5 separate regions of the Mus musculus genome follow, and all the other regions are linked to region 1. A link is a contact called in public Hi-C, HiChIP or PLAC-seq and promoter capture Hi-C data. All regions are on one chromosome and are shown on one strand. The core of a region is the stretch at or near the end of the contact, and the rest is flanking DNA. Distances in the headings are between cores, read along the strand shown. Region 1 holds the start of 4831407H17Rik (RIKEN cDNA 4831407H17 gene). Region 2 overlaps Cacna1d (calcium channel, voltage-dependent, L type, alpha 1D subunit). Region 3 overlaps Cacna1d (calcium channel, voltage-dependent, L type, alpha 1D subunit). Region 4 holds the start of Prkcd (protein kinase C, delta). Region 5 overlaps Cacna1d (calcium channel, voltage-dependent, L type, alpha 1D subunit).

The links. A called contact is a pair of places that touch in the nucleus more often than the background predicts. HiChIP or PLAC-seq counts read pairs in DNA pulled down with a chosen protein or histone mark. Capture Hi-C pulls out chosen DNA fragments and counts their contacts.
Region 2: a contact with region 1 is called in a Hi-C map of cerebral cortex, with 2.9 times the contacts expected there. The contact joins the enhancer-like site here to the promoter of 4831407H17Rik in region 1. A contact is called at or near these places in 1 of 39 promoter capture datasets (embryonic stem cells), 1 of 15 datasets of contacts at CTCF or cohesin (large pre-B cells), 9 of 484 Hi-C or Micro-C datasets (the HPC-7 cell line, bone marrow-derived macrophages, cerebral cortex and 4 more) and 4 of 115 datasets of contacts at active chromatin or transcription factors (bone marrow-derived macrophages, embryonic stem cells, microglia and 1 more).
Region 3: a contact with region 1 is called in an H3K27ac HiChIP or PLAC-seq map of double positive thymocytes, with 2.9 times the contacts expected there. The contact joins the enhancer-like site here to the promoter of 4831407H17Rik in region 1. A contact is called at or near these places in 1 of 39 promoter capture datasets (cranial neural crest), 8 of 484 Hi-C or Micro-C datasets (CD8 T cells, cerebral cortex, cortical neurons and 5 more) and 3 of 115 datasets of contacts at active chromatin or transcription factors (bone marrow-derived macrophages, double positive thymocytes and oligodendrocyte precursor cells).
Region 4: a contact with region 1 is called in a promoter capture Hi-C map of liver. The contact joins the promoter of Prkcd here to the promoter of 4831407H17Rik in region 1. A contact is called at or near these places in 1 of 115 datasets of contacts at active chromatin or transcription factors (double positive thymocytes) and 1 of 9 other capture datasets (liver).
Region 5: a contact with region 1 is called in a Hi-C map of bone marrow-derived macrophages, with 2.2 times the contacts expected there. The contact joins the enhancer-like site here to the promoter of 4831407H17Rik in region 1. A contact is called at or near these places in 8 of 484 Hi-C or Micro-C datasets (the HPC-5 cell line, bone marrow-derived macrophages, cerebral cortex and 4 more) and 3 of 115 datasets of contacts at active chromatin or transcription factors (bone marrow-derived macrophages, embryonic stem cells and microglia).

The regions. Positions count from the first base shown.
Region 1 is chr14:30,456,416-30,459,818 of GRCm38.p6, forward strand. 4831407H17Rik (RIKEN cDNA 4831407H17 gene) reads left to right here and starts at 1,621. Exons shown (of 4, transcript NR_131095.1): 1 at 1,621-1,701. It also overlaps a transcript of Cacna1d not described here.
Region 2 is chr14:30,216,709-30,220,111 of GRCm38.p6, forward strand. The region is part of intron 3 of Cacna1d (calcium channel, voltage-dependent, L type, alpha 1D subunit); the gene reads right to left. Gm52107 (a long non-coding RNA gene) reads right to left here. Exons shown (of 2, transcript XR_003951104.1): 2 at 1-3,403. Among named protein-coding and RNA genes, the nearest start is that of Gm52107, 5.7 kb to the right of the region's middle. Within about 2 kb of position 1,558, at least 37 of the 459 cell types and tissues checked have an H3K27ac peak or open chromatin away from gene starts, as enhancers often do. A contact at or near this core is called in bone marrow-derived macrophages, cerebral cortex, microglia and 1 more, where this site is marked.
Region 3 is chr14:30,256,202-30,259,604 of GRCm38.p6, forward strand. The region is part of intron 3 of Cacna1d (calcium channel, voltage-dependent, L type, alpha 1D subunit); the gene reads right to left. Among named protein-coding and RNA genes, the nearest start is that of Gm52107, 34 kb to the left of the region's middle. Within about 2 kb of position 1,715, at least 18 of the 459 cell types and tissues checked have an H3K27ac peak or open chromatin away from gene starts, as enhancers often do. A contact at or near this core is called in double positive thymocytes and forebrain, where this site is marked.
Region 4 is chr14:30,624,631-30,628,033 of GRCm38.p6, forward strand. It overlaps Prkcd (protein kinase C, delta), which reads right to left and starts at 1,578. Exons shown (of 18, transcript NM_011103.3): 1 at 1,350-1,578.
Region 5 is chr14:30,323,296-30,326,698 of GRCm38.p6, forward strand. The region is part of intron 3 of Cacna1d (calcium channel, voltage-dependent, L type, alpha 1D subunit); the gene reads right to left. Among named protein-coding and RNA genes, the nearest start is that of Cacna1d, 28 kb to the right of the region's middle. Within about 2 kb of position 1,901, at least 16 of the 459 cell types and tissues checked have an H3K27ac peak or open chromatin away from gene starts, as enhancers often do. A contact at or near this core is called in bone marrow-derived macrophages, where this site is marked.

The DNA.
Region 1 (3,403 bases), core at 371-2,870:
TACATCTGGAGGAGAGGAAGTTTCTATGCCAAGCTCACAGATGGGGATGCATGTTGACTCCCCAAGGACCTCAGGGAAGATGTGCAGAGCAAATGTCCCTTGGAAATCACGACATGAGCCCATAGGTCGGAGGAGCTGTGTTGTTAGAAGATGCAAATAGAAGGCTGCTACCATTCCACACAGTGTACAGTCAGCCAGTGTACATCAAGCAGAGACGAACCAATTGACTAGGAACACAACAGGGCACAAAATGAAGCCCTTGTACTCATAAGGTCTGCAGGCAAGTGGGGAAGGATTTCAATAAAACAAACATGTGTGCAAATGTGTATACATGTAGATGCATTATGTACACATATGTGTGTGTACCTGTGTATGCATCTATATGTGTGTGTGTGTGTGTGTGTGTGTGTGTGTGTGAAAACAGTTAAAGGAACAGAAAGTTGTATTGAGAATATGGAAGAAAAGTTGAAAGCAAGTTGCAATTATGAACAGTGCATGTCAGGTACAGATATAGCTCATTTGACCATGTTACCTAGCATGCCCAAAGCCCTGAGTTCAGTTTTCCTGTATCTCATAAACTAGGTATGTGATATACACCTGTAACTCTAGCACACGGGAGGTGAAGTCAGGAGGATCAGAGGTTCAAGGTCATTCTTGGGCATGTAGCAACTTAGAGACCAGTCTGGAATACATAAGACACTGACTCTAATTAATCAGTGAGAGTGGAGTTGCACTTGATTAACTAAGTCACATATAAACAAAGAACTGAACAACAGGGACAAGAGGCATGTGGAGAAGAGCACTCTAAGCAGGACAGTAAGTGCAGACTGTGAGGTGTGTCTCTGAGATGAGTGAGGAGGTCACTGGGGCTGACTCAGGTCATCAAGGCAGAGACTAGCGGGATGGGTCTGACGGCGTGAGAGCAAAGCGTTGCTCGCAGGATGGACAATGTGTGCGCTTTGGCTTTTATTCTGAGCAATGTGGTGATCTACTGAATGATTCTTAGCAAAGAACGCCATGACTTAACTTGTCTTAAAACAATCTCTAAAGCTAAGTATGTCCATAGAGGTGGTGGCAGAAACTCCCGTCAGCTGTTTATACATTACCCAATGGGCTAGGGAGACGGTTCGATGGATAAGCACGCTGGCTATGGAGACAAGAAAATCTGAATTTGAATCCCTAGCACCCACATAAAAGCTGGCACAGCCATGCCTGTAACTCTAGCACGGGGGCGGGGAGGAGGAAGGGTGGGCAGAGACCGACAGGCTGATCCTGGGAACTCACTGGCCAGCCAGAGTAGCTGAAACAGCAAGCCTTCCTTAGGTTCAGTGAGAGACTTTGTCTCAAAAAATAACCTGGTTGGCCATAGAGTAAGACACCTGAATCCTTCTCCAGCCTGTCTAAATACACACACACACACACACACACACACACACACACACACACACCTTTATATACACTACATCCACACAACACACATGAAAACAGATAGGCTTCCCTAAGCACAAAAAGCATCAAGGAACAAAATGAGGAACTAGGTTCTGAGTGCATTTTGGAAGAAGAGCCAGCAGAATGTGACATAGATGCAATGCAGGGAGTGGGGGTGTGAGGAAGTGAGGCATGGCTGCTAAGTTTCTGAGCCGAGCAACTAGAGAAGCAGCTGTGGGTGGAAGACATTGGAGGCAGGGGGTGACCCCCAAGGTCAGTTCTGGGCATGCTGACTGTGCAGTGCATGTTGGGAAACAGAGAGGAGATGAACAAAAAGTTCTGGAAGTAGAGGGAAAGTCCTTGCTAGGGGTATAAATTTAGGAGTTGATGACGTCATTTCCTGGCTAAGCTCAAGTGTAGGAGTTAATGGCAATGTACAGCATTTAAATCTACAAGCCTGGGGGTGCCTGGGGAGTGCTGGGGAAAAGAGATCCCTCAGCTGAGGGGTAAAGGCTCCCCAACATTAAGAGGATCAGAAGAGAAGGAGGAGGCATGGAAAAAACTGAGAGCTGTACCCCAAGACAGGAGGCATAGGAAAGAGAGGGTGCTCAGAAAGGCAGAAGAAGGAAGTGGGGGCTGTCCCTGATAAAGATGGGAGCTCAAGGTCGTGTGCATAGTGCTGTCATTACAGAGATGTCAGGGGTGGGCAGATGCAAGCAGGTGGCAGTGGATCGATGGCTTCGGGAGCTAGGGCTGAGCACTGGAGTAACACGCAGTGAATCTGGCATATCCTTTGGAGATTAGGAAAATATTCTGGGATTAGAAATTGCTGATGTATCCACAGATTTATGAATGAATGAATGAAAAACCTAGCTGGATGTGGTGGTTCGTCCCTATGAGCCCAACACTCAGGAGGACCATAAAGTTAAGGCTAGCCTGGGCTACAGAAAGAAACCTGTCTCAAAAAAGAAAAAGAAAAAATACTAAGTTGCACGCTTTAGAAAAGTGAGTCTCATGGGACATAAATTAGACCTCTTTTTTAATATGCAAAACAGTGAAGCCTCTGGCTTGACCATGGGATGTAGCTATGTGGATAGCAATGGCAAGAGCTGCTAGTGGTCACTAGCTTGATGAGAAGGAGGGGAGGAGAATGGTGACCTCAGAGCACAGATGTTAACATAACAGCTGGGGTGTAACAACACACGCCTGCTATGCTGAAATGTGTTCCCGGAGGCTTGCAAAAAAGGAGCTCATATCAAACTCACTATTTTGAGACTGGTAAATAAGGGGAGGAAATTATCTTGAGGTTGATAGAGAGATAGAGGAGAGCCATTGGAGAGAGAAAACTTCAGCAAAGAAAACAGTACAAGACAGCCCAGAGATGGGACAAAAGGAGACCTTTGGGAAAGGGGAATTTTCTGGACCAATGCTCTAGTGTGAGCATCAGACAGCTCCCTCAAGCACAGCCAACAGTATGATCTCCCAACAATATTATGCCAGAGAAAGGGATTTCTTAGCAGAGAAAACCTGTCACCTAGTTTGCTACATTCAAGGGATGCCAAGACTCATATGAACCTGCAGTACTTCCCGTGCCTAGGGACTCAGCCTTGAAAAGATTGCTTTCTCTGGGCCATGATTACTCTTTACCAATAACATCTCCACTTCACCTAAAATAATCTACCACAAGGGCCTTTCTGTGATCTTGAAAAACTATGTTTAGCTTTTTAAAGAGGAAATAATACTGAAATCAAAGTCCATAACCCCATTGCCCAGACACCGTTTCTCTTCTCAATAGACATAGTGTAATAAGTAGAAACCTCCCCTACCATGCAGTTTTATTCTCTATAGATAACCACAGCTCTTTATCTTTGAAGCAAAAAAAAAAAAATACACCTCTTATAAATAGTTGAATTAAAATTTATACACAAAGCCAGGATGCTCCAATTCTCTACCTTGCCCCTTACTGTTTCCTATC
Region 2 (3,403 bases), core at 308-2,807, 240 kb before region 1:
GTGTGTATGTGTGTGCAGTGTTATGTGTCTGCTCTCTGGGCCTCATCAAGAGGAACTGGAGAGAGCTGGGGTGACGTGAAGGCAAGCAGGCAACAGTTCAAAATGAGAACTTCTCACCATACCAGAGTTGGTGAGCTCCGGTCTTCGGCCTGCCAGCTTACCATTGAAAATGAAGCTTTACTATGCGGAAGTACCTTGTTTGCGTATTAACTGTGGATGTTATATTCACGGCAGCAGAGCCAAATAGTGAGGACAGAAACTGCAAGGTCCACAAAGCAAAGTTATCTCTGCTTCTTATTTAAAAAAAAAAAAAAAAAAAAAAAAAGGTCTACTGCCCTGGTCTGGACCAGTGGTGCTCAGGAGAGAGAACAAGTTTGGTTTCACTTTTCTGCCATAAAAAGAGTGAGTGCTGATTACCTAGTCTGGTTCCTTCCTTCTGCAAGGCGGATGGTGTTCTGTCTTTTGCTTAATCCCCAGGCTATGTATAAGATACTAGTGATGTCACTGCAAACAGAAGCTTTATCACAGTCCTTGCAGCCTTTCCCTGTCTGCTTCCTGGGGATGTTCCAGATGCTGGAGCTATAGTGCTGGCAGGGCTGGCAGAAGCTCTCTCTGCCACTGTCACAGTGCAGAGGCTGCTTTGGAGAGAGACACTACAATTCAGAATTGTGGGCATAAAAGGAACTGCAACTAGGGGATATTTTTTAAGACCTTGAAGGGCCGATTCTTCATTATTCCCATAGAAGCTTTCAGATTTTATTCTACATTTAACCAAAGTTCCTATGAGACTATTAAAATAATAATAAATTTTAAAAATCCCATGGCCACCATAAAAATGAATTAAAATAATAGTTTCTGCAAAATACTTTAAGGGCCATGACACTCACTGTAAGAAATGGGTGAGGGCACATTCCCAAACATTCCCTCGAGCTGGCCCAGAATCGCGTGTGGAGAGCGAGCGGGATCTGGGGGATGGAGTGGTGACAGTGGATGCTTCCCTCGAACTTCAACAAAGAACATGATCCCAGAAAAGGCACAAAAAGCACAACACATGGCCCCAAAGGATGAAGGCTGAACCCACCCTGACACCTGGGCTCACATCCTCTGCTCTGCCTAAAAGGGGATGAGGGCTTCCATTGCTGTGGTACCAGGGAAATGGGCCTCTCTGCTGAGAGGAAGAACCACTAAGCAGCACACTTTGCAAGAAAGCAATAAATGGGTTTGATGTCTCTGAGCCTTCTAGAGTTCACCTTCCTATTTCAATTTACTGAGGCATAATCATAATGTCTTCAGCCCAGGGGAGGAGCCGAGAAGCCAAAAGGAGGACTCCCTTCCTAGATCTCAATACCAAGGACTTAAGAGAATCAAGGGCAGCCCTGTTCCCAAGAAGCAGCTAGCACCTCGCCCCCAAAAGCACTCTTGGCATTGGCTGATTCCTGAAATGATTCTCCGCTGGCCTTAGAAGGCCAGTCTCCATGCCACCCTGTGGTCTGGCAGGGGCTCACAAACTTCCTCTGTGCTTCCTCCCAGCCAAGTGAGCCACACAGGGTAACTAGATTGGAACTCTTTCTGGGATCTCACCCAAGGGCGCTGGCTGCCATGCAAGGTCACATGCCCAACCACAGACTGGGAAGGAGGAACCAGAATGGCTGACTAGAGCCACATGTCTCTGTCAGGACCTGCTTAGTAGGGTGGCCTCTAAAGATCCCGCTGGGGATCTGCCTGTGGACACCTGTCAAATGGAGTGTGTAGCCACCTGGCCAGTTTTGGCTAGAGAAGCTACAAATCCAACCAGGAAAAGATACTGCAGTGGTGTCTCATCAAATAAAAAGGCCTATAACTGGTCTTCCTCCTTCGCTTTCTCAAAAACGGAGGCATGCTCAAGCTGTGGCACATGGGACAGGGGTCAGGTCACACTGCTCACAGGGAGATCACGCCATGCTGCAGGAATTAGGACAATGCCATCCTCCTCAGAATGAAAACCAGGCAGGAAGAGCTAGTCTGGCTCAGGTGTCAGGATACAAAGGGGATAAGGGGATCTCAAATGGTGTAGGTGAGAGTAGACACTGGAAAGTAAATTATTTTATGTTATAATTCGGGGTTCTTGAATTGCCGAGGGCACAAGGTCCTCATGCTCACAGATAAACATTAGGGAAACTGAGGGTGTTAAATGCCCAAGGTTGCCTCTTCAATGGAAAAAGACATATAGAGCATGGGATTGGATGTAGTTAATAGCCCGGTGATCTGTATTATCTATAGGGTCTGTCTGTTCCCGAATCCCCCTAGCCCCCAGACTATTACATTTATTCCAGACTCTTCCTCCCAAGACCTTTACTTGAGCATTTTTTTTCTCTGTCAATAGAACCTGTCTTTATGGGTGATATCACATGAACTTTATGCCTGATGACCTCTGTAGTATCTCCATGACTGAGACAATTCCTGATCCTCCCTGTTAGGCCCTTAAGATGATACATCTTCATGAAGGAAGTGACATGTACTTTTAAAAGAGTTTTTGCTGCAATTATGCCTTGTGCATACGGGATTGGGTTACACCAAGAAACTTTTCCCTCCCTACTTGAACTGTACTTAAATACACCTAAAATAAACTCCCTAGGGTCAGACTCTGGAAGTTTGAACCAACACCAGCTGCTGAACTGCTTTGAACCAGATTTCCTTCTTGTTTCACATGGGTCATTATTCTCCTGACCCCAGCATTTTCTGAGACCTCCACATTCAACTAGTAAAGTGTAGAGGGGGAAATAGAGGTTTAGAAGGAAGAACATTGTCCATTATCAAAAGCCAAGACAGCAGCTAAAGACAAACTGAAATTGTAGCCACCTGTCTCTGTCATCCCTGTACCACGAGAGTCACTTTAACCATGTTTGACTTTTAAAAACAACCAGAAAGGTTTCAAGGCTGTGGCTGGGGGTGTAGGTCAAGGACTCACAGACAGGACACCCTCTTTATTCCAGGATGGGAGCAGTGAAAGATAGTCCTCAGAGCATCCACCCTCTCCCTCTCTAACGATCTTTCAGCTTCTCACACCCTTGTCTAGCAGCACATTTAGGAGTGCTTCCAGCTTCTGTTTTCTATGTACCTCAAAGGGCATCTTTTACCACACACACATACACACACTCACACAAATATTTACCTACGTGCACGTGTGTACACACACTCACACACACCACAATCTTGTAGCATCCTCTGGAAAAGTCCATCCCATATCTATCCACTAAGGAGCCCACTAATCCTCACAGAAGTTCTGTTTCTAATATCCTGTTAGGGTCACAGCTCACAGGCTGAGGAATGTGTGGCCTGACGCATGCCTGTTAAGGGATTGCAGAAATGCACTTGGATGCTCCTATGGTATGTCCCAAGGAAAGCATCGCAGCACAGCACACAC
Region 3 (3,403 bases), core at 465-2,964, 200 kb before region 1:
CAAAGAATTAATCCCAAATTTGAGAACACTGTGAATCTGCTGCAGAACGATCCCTTCTTACAAAGAGTGTGCTGCAAGAAGCTAATTAAGTAAATTGGGGTACAGCTCGGTGGATGTGCACGGCCTTAAGTCAGTGTGGCGACAGAGACATGCCCACTACACCTTCACCCACTCACTGCTCACTGGATGCGCTGACACAATAGTGATTTGTCACCCTACTTACTGACAGAATTTCCCTTTGCCATTATAGGATCTTGACTGAGACTTGAGGAATGGCCTTCATTAAACAAACACAAACATAGTTGTATCTCTCAAAGCACTGGCACGGATCTGGGTTTGGTTTTAGAACACAGAATGTGATAGCCTGGCTCATGTCTACTGTTTCATTTGCATATTCATTTATGGCAGTGAGTGAAATCGTAGCTTGTCACCCCACCCAGCACTTTGCAGGTGTCCCAAACTCAGTGTGTCCCACAGAGTCCACAGTCTTATCACCCTTCCTCAAACTGGCCCTCTCTACAAGGGGCTTGATGGTGGTGGACAGCTCTTAGTCAGAACTTGAAGACCGAGTCAGGTGAATCTCTGTGAGTTCAAAGCCAGGCTGTTCTATGCAGTGAGTTCCTGGCCAGACGGGACTACACAGGGAGAGACTGACACAGAACAAACATAAAGAGTTATCATTAGTGGTATGACTTCCTGGATAGTCTCCAGCCCTTCTAAATACTGTTTGTGGTCCACAATGATTTTAATGAGGGAGCATTAACTTTGTCATTTTTAAATGATATTCTGTCTTATCACTGGAAACAATATAGAGTGTTAGAAAAATCAGGTAAGGAACTATTACCTCAGAGAAAAATAAGTAAAACCAGAGACTAGACAAAGAATGGCTGGCCCAGGACTACGAGCTGTTTGTTCTTTAAGAAAGCACATGAGAGAGAGAGAGAGAGAGAGAGAGAGAGAGAGAGAGAGAGAGAGAGAATGAACAAGAGAGAATGAGAACACAGGGAAATTCCAATGGGAAATCCTTTTCTTTGCATGAAGTAATTCCCTTGGCCACCACACTTTGTGGCGAGATTGATTGCCAGCCTACAAGGATCTCGTGCCCGAATCAACAAAGTGTCCAGCCTGTCACTAGAGTCCTCAGGAGAGTTCCAGTGTTCTCAAGAGGAGGAATACTTTCTGGCCCCATTACACATAGACCCTGTACACAATTTGGAACCTATTTTGTTCCTGACCCATAGCTCGAACTACTTAAACCAAACAAGGAAGAAAATAAGAGATGTGAAAAGAAACAGATTTCCAGAGGTGCAGACCCAAGGTGGTTGCTCTGCTCTGGCCTGCACCTGCCCTGTTACCAGGGCAGAGCACCGCAGGCTTCTCAGCGCCTGCTCATAAGAGCTCTAGTTTCCTCCACTAGGGATCAAGGGTAAAACAGAGAGCATGTCTCCCTCATAGGGAAGCCGACAAGGGCAAATGGAATGGGCTTGTTATAAAAGCACTTAAGGCAAGGACTAGCCCCGCAACTAAAGGGCTGCCACTGCTCCCACCCCATGAGATCTTCCCACTGTAGCAGGTGCCCTCTGGGAAGGCTCAGCCCCAGCCCAGCAGCAAACAGCTCCCTATACAAGGACAAGACCTTCATGCTCTCCCCTGCCCCTTTCTCAAGCCAGGTGCTCAGTTCACAAGACACCAGTTATGTCGGGAAGTAGAATTACAAAGCAGGCTTTGATAAAGCCACGCTGAAAATAGGTCAGCTTGGCTTCAAGTTCCAAGCCTGCCTGGCCCCAACTCAGTCTGTTTTGATGTTTCTTCCTGTCAAAAAAAAAAAAATTAAGACAATAACAATTCTTCTGGCATGAGGACTGTACGTGGGCCAGCCATATCTGCTCAGAAGCAAATCCAAGCTATCCAGGGCTAGCCAGATCCCCAAGTGGGAGGCCCCTCTGGGCAGGCATGAAGTCGTGTCTCACCAGAGTTGTCAGCCCTGTGGTTCACCTTTCCTGTTTCTATTAATTAAACTTGATTTATGAAGCAAGCCTTTCACCAGCAGTCTAGGTGTGATTTGACAAAGGCCTGCAAAGAAGGCAGCTCCGACCCACATTTAAAAAGGAATTAGGCAGGCACAAATTGACACATCCTTTTCTTTTAAAAAGTGTGGAGAAGGGGTGTGACTCAAGCTTTCTGTTCTTCAGGAAGGCCTTGTCTTTGTCTATTGAGACATCCCAAGTTCCCATTTGTCTCCCATCAGTCTGCACTGGCTCCTGCTCTCTCACAGCCCTGCTCATCCAAACCAGAACCAATAGACTCTAATAGAGTCATTGAGGTGAGTGGCAGGCAGGAGGCAGGTGTGCTTTGCAGATACGCATTCTTTTAAGCCTCTCATTAAGGGAATCCACCCAGGACAGAAGTTATTGGCCAAGAATATTGAGAGATCTTTCTTCAAGGAGCTCCTGGCTTAGCTGGCAAATAAAACCCCAACACAACCATGGGAAGGCAATGAAAGGTTAGTTCCATGTGAGCAGGGGCTGGCAAGCCTGTTTGCTTCTGACTGCTGCCTTGGGGCTTCTAGGAATACCATGGCAAGGGACAGGTGTATAAGGAACAGTGCAAAGGACTTCTAAAGCAACAGGATGGTAAGGTGGAAGCACAGGGGGCCGGTGTGGGAGCTTTAGATAACAGCAAGAAGATGGAAGCTGCCCTGGACAGAACACAGCAGAAAAGACCATCCGTCCACCACGCTCTCCCTGCCCTGCCCCCATGCCACTCACGTCTCCAAGTTTCTTATGACACCTATCACCTTGTATTCGTTACAGCTGCTGGTGTCCATTGCCTCCTGGCTAAAAAATCTTGCTGAGGATAGCACGCACTCTCTCTCCCTCTCAGTGCACTGACTAAACCACCTAGGAGCTATCCAATGAATGGGAATTGCGCAGAAGAGCAGAATAGTGATACATTGGGGTATCCAGGTACAGCCTGGGCTAGGCCTTAGGAAGAAAGATGCACTTGGGGGTGCCAGCCAAACAGCTCCAGGCTCAGATGGCCAGCGGGATGTGCCAAGGTTTCTCCCTGAACTAAAGTGAAGGAGTCAGGTAAGGACAGATAGACAGACAGCAAGACTGACAGAAATGTCAGTCTTGGGCTCCCAGAACAAGTGACCTGATTGAAAAACTTGGCTCTGCTTTATTTTGTTCTTTTTTATTCACTAAACAAACATCAAGATTAAGTTTTCAAGACATAACACTGTCCACATAAGTTAAACAACGATGAAGGCTTCCAATTGAACAAAAATTCCCCCAGTGACCTTCATGGTTCAAGAGTTGTTAAGTAAGCTGGTAAGGTTATCTACATTTGCCTTCTTTATCCAAGGTTCTAAGAGCATCGTCTTTTGGGAGTAACAGAGACA
Region 4 (3,403 bases), core at 328-2,827, 170 kb after region 1:
GGCTCCCACAATTAAAGGAATGAATGTACTCTGGCCAGAGGGTTGTTGTGATATAATGCACAGACCTTTGGAACACACAGGGACACAGAGACATGAGCAAGCCAAGGCACAAAATATACAGGGGAAGCCTCTACATACAAGGCATGATTACCAAGTTGCACGGGGCACACACCAAGCCTCAGAACACACAGACAGCCATGAAGTATATGCAAGTCACACGTGAAAAAGGACACATTCACAGGGGAAGTCCCACTATGACAAATAATACACAAAGAGACAAGATACACACTATACTCACAAGTCCAGACACAGATACTACAGCAACAGAAGCCAGACTCCTCCGAGGGCCCAGGGTAGCGGCCAAAGGAAAAAGGGATCTCCCCCACTCAGTCTAAGTCCTCCAGGTTTGAGTGGGGTGCTGAGTGAGGCTCCCTTCTCTCCCCTCCCCTGTATAAGAGAGTTGGGGAAGTGGGAGCAGTTGTGATGGTGCTCCCTCTCCACTGCCAGCCGGCAGGGCAGAGCACTCCCGTCACTGCTGTCCTCATCACCTTACTGGGCCCCCAGAGGGGGTGGCGTCTCTCCAGTGGGACAGAGACTGACAGCACCAGGCAGAGACCACCCGGAGAAGGGACACGGGGGATCAGAGAGGACAGGGGAATGGTGGAGGCTGGAGCCACGCCCAGCTCAGAGACAGATGGAAAGCCAAGAAAGACACCGAGACTGAAAGAAGAGATAGGGCAAGGAGGCGGCGCCGTGAGAGTCCGCCCGCCTGGGACCCAAGCACTGGAGGCTAGGGAGACAGGCGGCCCGCCCTCCGCCCGGTGGTGAAAAGGACCGGAGACTGGACTGGCAGGGGCAGGCGAGCGTGGGCTGGGGGTGCGGCTCTGGGAGGACTGGGTCGAGGGGACGGCGGATCTGGTGGGGGTGGGGAGACGGAGTACACGGACGGCGAGGGGCAAACAGACCTGGCCTGGGAGCAGAGGACCAGGCAAGAGGGGGTGGGGACCGACGAATGTGCAGAGTCCCCTGAGAGATTTGAGAAGATCGGACGGTCCCTCGGCGGGGATAAAGACACACAGGGGTGGAGTAGGGGGTTAAAGATGCTGGGAGTAGTCGGGCCTGGGCTCCAGCCGTCGAAGAGAGGGTCAGACCGACCAGGGTATGGAGGCACCGGCGGGTCTCCGTGCTCGGCGGGACTTTGGCTGCTCCTGGCTCAGTTTCTCAGTTTCAGAACCAGGAGCCAGAGAAGAAAGCGGGGAATGGAGACTACGGGCGAGGAAAAGGGGGAGAAAGGCCGCTGCGCCCTCGAGTTAACTCGGACCCCGCGCCCGGGCCCAGCTCTCACTCACCTCCCGACGCAGGGCCAGGCGCCAGGGGTCCCGGCGAGCCGGGGTCCGTCTCGTGGCGCGGCTCTCCCGGATGCGCGTGGACGGGGAGGTAGGCACAAGTCTGATCCGGACGGGTCCGGAGGCCAGTGGGGACCTCCCGGGTCCCGGCTCGAAGGGTAGATGTCCACGGGCCGCTCGCGGGATCCCCGCGGCCGCCGCCTCCTGCTCTGGCGCCGCGGCACACGGAAGTGCAAAGGGGAGGGGCTGCGCGACCTCACCCAGGTGCCGGCCCCGGTCCCGCCCCCACTCAGGACCCGCCCCACGGGCGCCCGCCCCTTCGAAGCTCCGCCCACGTGAGCTGGGGGTCCAGCGCGTCTCAGCCTCTTTGAGTTGCAAGTCCTTGGGTCCCCAGATCTGTTAGCCGTCTCTGGCTCTTGTGGCGCCTCGCCTGCCAGTGGCACGCAGGCCATCCCATCTCAGGGGACTAATTTATAGAGGAGGACTCCGAGGCCAAGTTGGGGGGTGGGGTTGAGCACTGCACACACAATGGAGCCCAGGAGGCACCGACGGGGCTTCCCCAACTACTTGCGCCCACACCCGGGACTCCCCACTGGCCAGCTGGCCCGCCTTGCCTGGCCTCATTCCTCTTCCTGCTGGCTTGAGCAGAGCCACGCCGCCAGGCCTGCCGGTTCCAGTCCTGCCCGAGAGAAGGAGCTGGGAGGTCTCCAGGGCGAGAGGTTCTAGCCAGTTTGTCTCAGCACTGCTCCTCAGACAATTGTGGGAATTGCCTCTGCCCCCATCTCACTGTCTTTCCTGAGCCCACGGTTCAGAGCTCCCCTTGCTCAGTCAAGCTCATAAGAGGGATTTGATTGTCAGCTGTAACTCATTCACTCATTAAGGGTCCCCTGGGCCCAAAGTCTGAGCACCAAATGGGAGCCAGGGACTCCATTTTTCTGTCCCCAAAGCCCAGAACACTAAGCTGTTACATTATACTTACCCAAAGAAATGACTTCCTGGGCTGGGCAGATGATCGTTTTTTCTAGCACGCAGAGAGCGCTGTGTTTGACCCCCACCACAGAGTAAACCACAGATGGAGGCTCAGAATAATACTCCAGTGCTCAGGGGGAGAAAGCAGGAGAATAGAGTGTGGACGCCAGCCTGTTCATGAGAGACCTTGTCTCAACAAAACCAAACAAACGAGAACTCTTCCTGGGAGGATACAAGAGGGTTCTAATAGCCCAAGATACCTAAGTTCCTTCTGGAAAACTACCTAGAAGGAATAGAAGTCTAGACAGCTCTTTGCCGACTGAGATCAAGAGAAGTGCTGCTGCAGGGGCTGGTGAGATGGCTCAGTGGGTAAGAGCACCCGACTGCTCTTCCGAAGGTCAGGAGTTCAAATCCCAGCAACCACATGGTGGCTCACAACCATCCTTAACGAGATCTGACTCCCTCTTCTGGAGTGTCTGAGGACAGCTACAGTGTACTTACATATAATAAATAAAAAAATAAAAAAAATAAAAAGAGAAGTGCTGCCCCACCCGTGGAGGCTTGAAACTTCCAGGGATGGGGGACCCTGGCAGAGATGTGGGGCTCCAAACCTTATTTTAAATGTACATTGGGGATTGAGCTAGAGAGAGGAAACCACAATGACTCGTCCCTTCTGTAGAAAGAGGAAGGCTGCTGCTTCCCTCTACCCTGAAAGAAAGAGGACCCAGTTTGAAAATTAGTATTTAAGTCCCCAGTCCTGATAACTGTCCCCACCCCATGACAGTGGATTCTTCCCACAAAGTTGACTGGGCAAATTGGATTCCTTCTGGAACCTTCTGCCTCACATCAGGCTTGTAAGCATGCTGTTTCCTGGGTCATTTCCTATTAACATTCCTCTACCTGTCTCTGCTGTGTCTCTTCCCATCTGTGACTCCCTGATGCTCTTCCCATCTATGCCCTTTCCATCAGCTAAGGGACCCTATTCTTTTTGTTGTTGTTGTTTTGTTTTGTTTTTTTGAGACAGGGTTTCTCTGTGTAGCCCTGGCTGTCCTGGAACCCACTCTGTAGATCAGGCTGGCCTCAAACTC
Region 5 (3,403 bases), core at 651-3,150, 130 kb before region 1:
GACACCACCTGCCCTAACACTGCCTAATAATTGATAAGCTAGTCTTTTGACTAATTTAGCCGATGTGTTTTTCAAAGTCTTGAAACACGGCCCTATCAAAAGACCCCAGAACAGTGTAAATGCCGCTCTACAAATAGTCAACTAAGTGCTAAGCACTTCCCTTGGTTTTATCAAGTAATTACCGCTCTAGCTATGGTCCTATGCTATAGTACAAACACTACCCAATGCTTTAAAGAAGGTTGCAGACAGGAGCAAATGAGGCATTGTTAGCCAACCAGGAGCTTAGAGTCCTACCTATCACTCACAGCCATGCAAGTCTCCCTGGGAAATCTATACTTGGATAAAACACACCAAGACAAATGACGTGAGACTGCTAGACAAGCTGTTCCCATTCTAATTGGGAAGCTACTTGACTATAACCAAAATGCGTAAACTTGACTGATGTTACTTCATGTAATACAAACCGTGGTAATCTGTTTTAATGACAGAAGAGGTTTGCAAGTACACAACTGATCAGTCAAGCCAATGAACAAAGACCATGAAAGAACAATCGTGTCTACCATAGGAACTCGGTCGGAGCTTAGCAGGATGAGCTGAGTGAGCTGCACCATATGGCTCTCTAAATAAATCCATAAAAGCTAGGAACTCAACAAACTAAGTCACAAGATGAAAAAACCCAAGCTGGATGGGCAGAATGTGCCAGTGGAGGTGGGACACCCAAGGAGACCCTGAGAGCGGGCCTTGCCCCATAACTTTCTGGTCACTTGGTAGCTCACTCCATCTTTCTGAGTGCTGAGGGTCCCGGTCTATAGAGCAGCACCTCAGATTCCTGCTTCACTTCACCACAGGCTTGTAGTACGGATCACCCGAGGGAGGAACTGACCGTGAAGTCCGGGGATTTGGTTGCCTGCACTCCGTGAGGGCTGAGACTCGGGGATGCTTTCTAACATCTCCCCATCTAGAAGCTCAGGCCCTTAGTGGGGGTCGGCCGAGGAAGTGCATGGGCTGCTAACCCTAACACAAGCTTCCAAGAGACCCCCCGGTGGGACACCCTGCTTATTTGACAGGTTAGGACACACAGCACTCACCTCTCGCGCTGCTGCTTCCTACATTCCAGGTGTTTGCCTCACCCACATCGCTCCCTCACAATGGCCCCATGAGGTGGTTATGGTTTCTAAGACCAGTGTGCCCAATACTCAGTGCTGAGGACAAAACATTCACGGGATCACCCTTGCACATCCCCAAAGTCTCTACTATGCAGAAGTGCAGATAGATGAAAGATTCCTTCATGTTTATATGAGTCACACTGCCAGCCGTCCTCACGAACCTTTACGTGTCTCAGAATTCAAACAGCTATCATCATGGAGATTTCTAATACTAAATCCCTAACACTCACCACGAGAAGAATGTTCCTGAGAGAGAGAGAACTCTGGATCCAAATCCAAGTGTAGCCACAACTGCAGCATATACTCACATCAGAAGAAACTCTGGTCAAGGGACTGTCAAGTAGAATTACAGCCTCAACAGTGGCTCAGGTCAGAGGTCAAGCCTGACTAAGTTACTGTTGCCTAGCAATCAGAGCTTGAATCTCTCCATTTCTAACCTAGTGAGGGACCAACTGCTCATTCCTGGATCTCCAGGTGAAGCACAGACCTGGGGACGTCAATGCTCCTTGCAGCCTTCTGTTCATGGCAGGTTCAGAAGGTACATGTGACCCGATCTGAACCAATTGGAGGGAACAAAACTGTCTGATAGGTTGGACCAAAGCTCACACACTTTCTTGGACTGAAGGGAGGTGAAATCTCTGGAAAGGAAGGAAGTGACAGGGTATAAGCTTAGACACTGTTGGCCACCTCCTGCAATTCTGAGGGAGGAGAAGTCTGAGAATGGAGTAGACACACAGGAAGTGGAGCCAGAATGGGGAAGAAAGAAACCAGATCCCGATGACATCATTTGAGCCCTGAGCTTACTCCAGGATTTATCTCTGGACTGGTCGGTTTTGTGAAGCAATAAATTCTTCTCTTACTTAATCCTGTGTTGCTTGTGCCTACTTCTTGTAATCAGCGGAATCCTCACATCGACTTAAAGGGTTGTCTCTGCTCTCCGCCCCGACCCCATTGAACCATAAGGTCCTGAGGCCAGCGGCTAACCTCTGACTCCTCACTAGGATCTACTGAACTAGCTTGACACAGTCTGAGAGCTTCGGATATACGGGAATTAGATAGGTCACCTTCAGGCTTTGCCAAGAAAATCATATACCTAAAGCAGGAAATAACAAAACAAGGCCAAACGATATATTGACCGTTTCACCATTAGTTCTAGCTCCCTCACGATGGACTCTCAACATCCCTACCAGATACTCAATGGCCTCCTAGTTCCTCTGCATCCCATAGTCCCTGTTCCTTAGGAGACAGTTTGTGAAGCAAACTGGAATAAGTTCCTGCCTTGGTCTAGCCCTCTGCCTCATTTTAAAATGGAGATAAGACTATTTGTCACAGAATTAGTCACAACAGGAAAGCACTTATTTATTGAGACTTATAGGGACTGTGCTCGTTCAAGGTGGTAAGAACCTTACTTCTACATCTCAAAGAGCTAAGCTGTGAGCAGGAGGCAAGGTCTTAGTACATAATCCACCCTGAGGCTTGCTCCCAGAAGGCAGGTATGAGAACTTAGCCTCAAACGCTCAGCTAGAGTCCTTACTGACCCAAACAGGGATAGGACAGATACTTCCTCTACTGCCTACAAAGAAGTTGTCAGAAATGGTTGCCCGAAATAAATCTTAAGTAAAAGCTCAAACATGCAAAGGATGCAGGGAAAGAAAGAGGCATAGGGAGAGAGGATGGAGGGAAGAAGGAAGGGAGAGAGCGCACAGGAGAGCAGGGGGGGCTCTGTGGGCAAAGCTAGCCAACGGGCATGAGCCCGCTCTCCCTAGCCTCTGCCACAGCTCCAGGCTACTTGGTGTGTCCACCGGTCCCAGGAGGCTTCTCCTTGCTATTTCATTGCTTCTCAGAGGATATGAAAATCAAAGAATGAACAGCAAATTAATACACAGCTGAAAGTCATGGCTCAAGTGAGTGTTTAAAACTATTTCCATTTTCCTTGGCTGAAAAGGCCAGATATCCACAGGCTATGTGAAAGGAAAACAGAGGCAGCCAGCCAAGTAATTCAGCCTAAAAACTTCCTCTGCTCAATCAACACAGAGGAACTCGGGCCCTGGTCAGTGCTGAGCAAGGAACTGACTCAGATGAACCCCCCAATGAGGCATTGGAGGTGAGGTACAGAGGTGTGCTGACCCAGGTCTCGTCTCTGCTCACGATCTTGTCCCCAGAGTCCTGTCCTTAATCGCAAGTCTAGAAGCACACCAGCTGCACCTAGGACATCTTCAACCTGTTTGTAAGGCTTT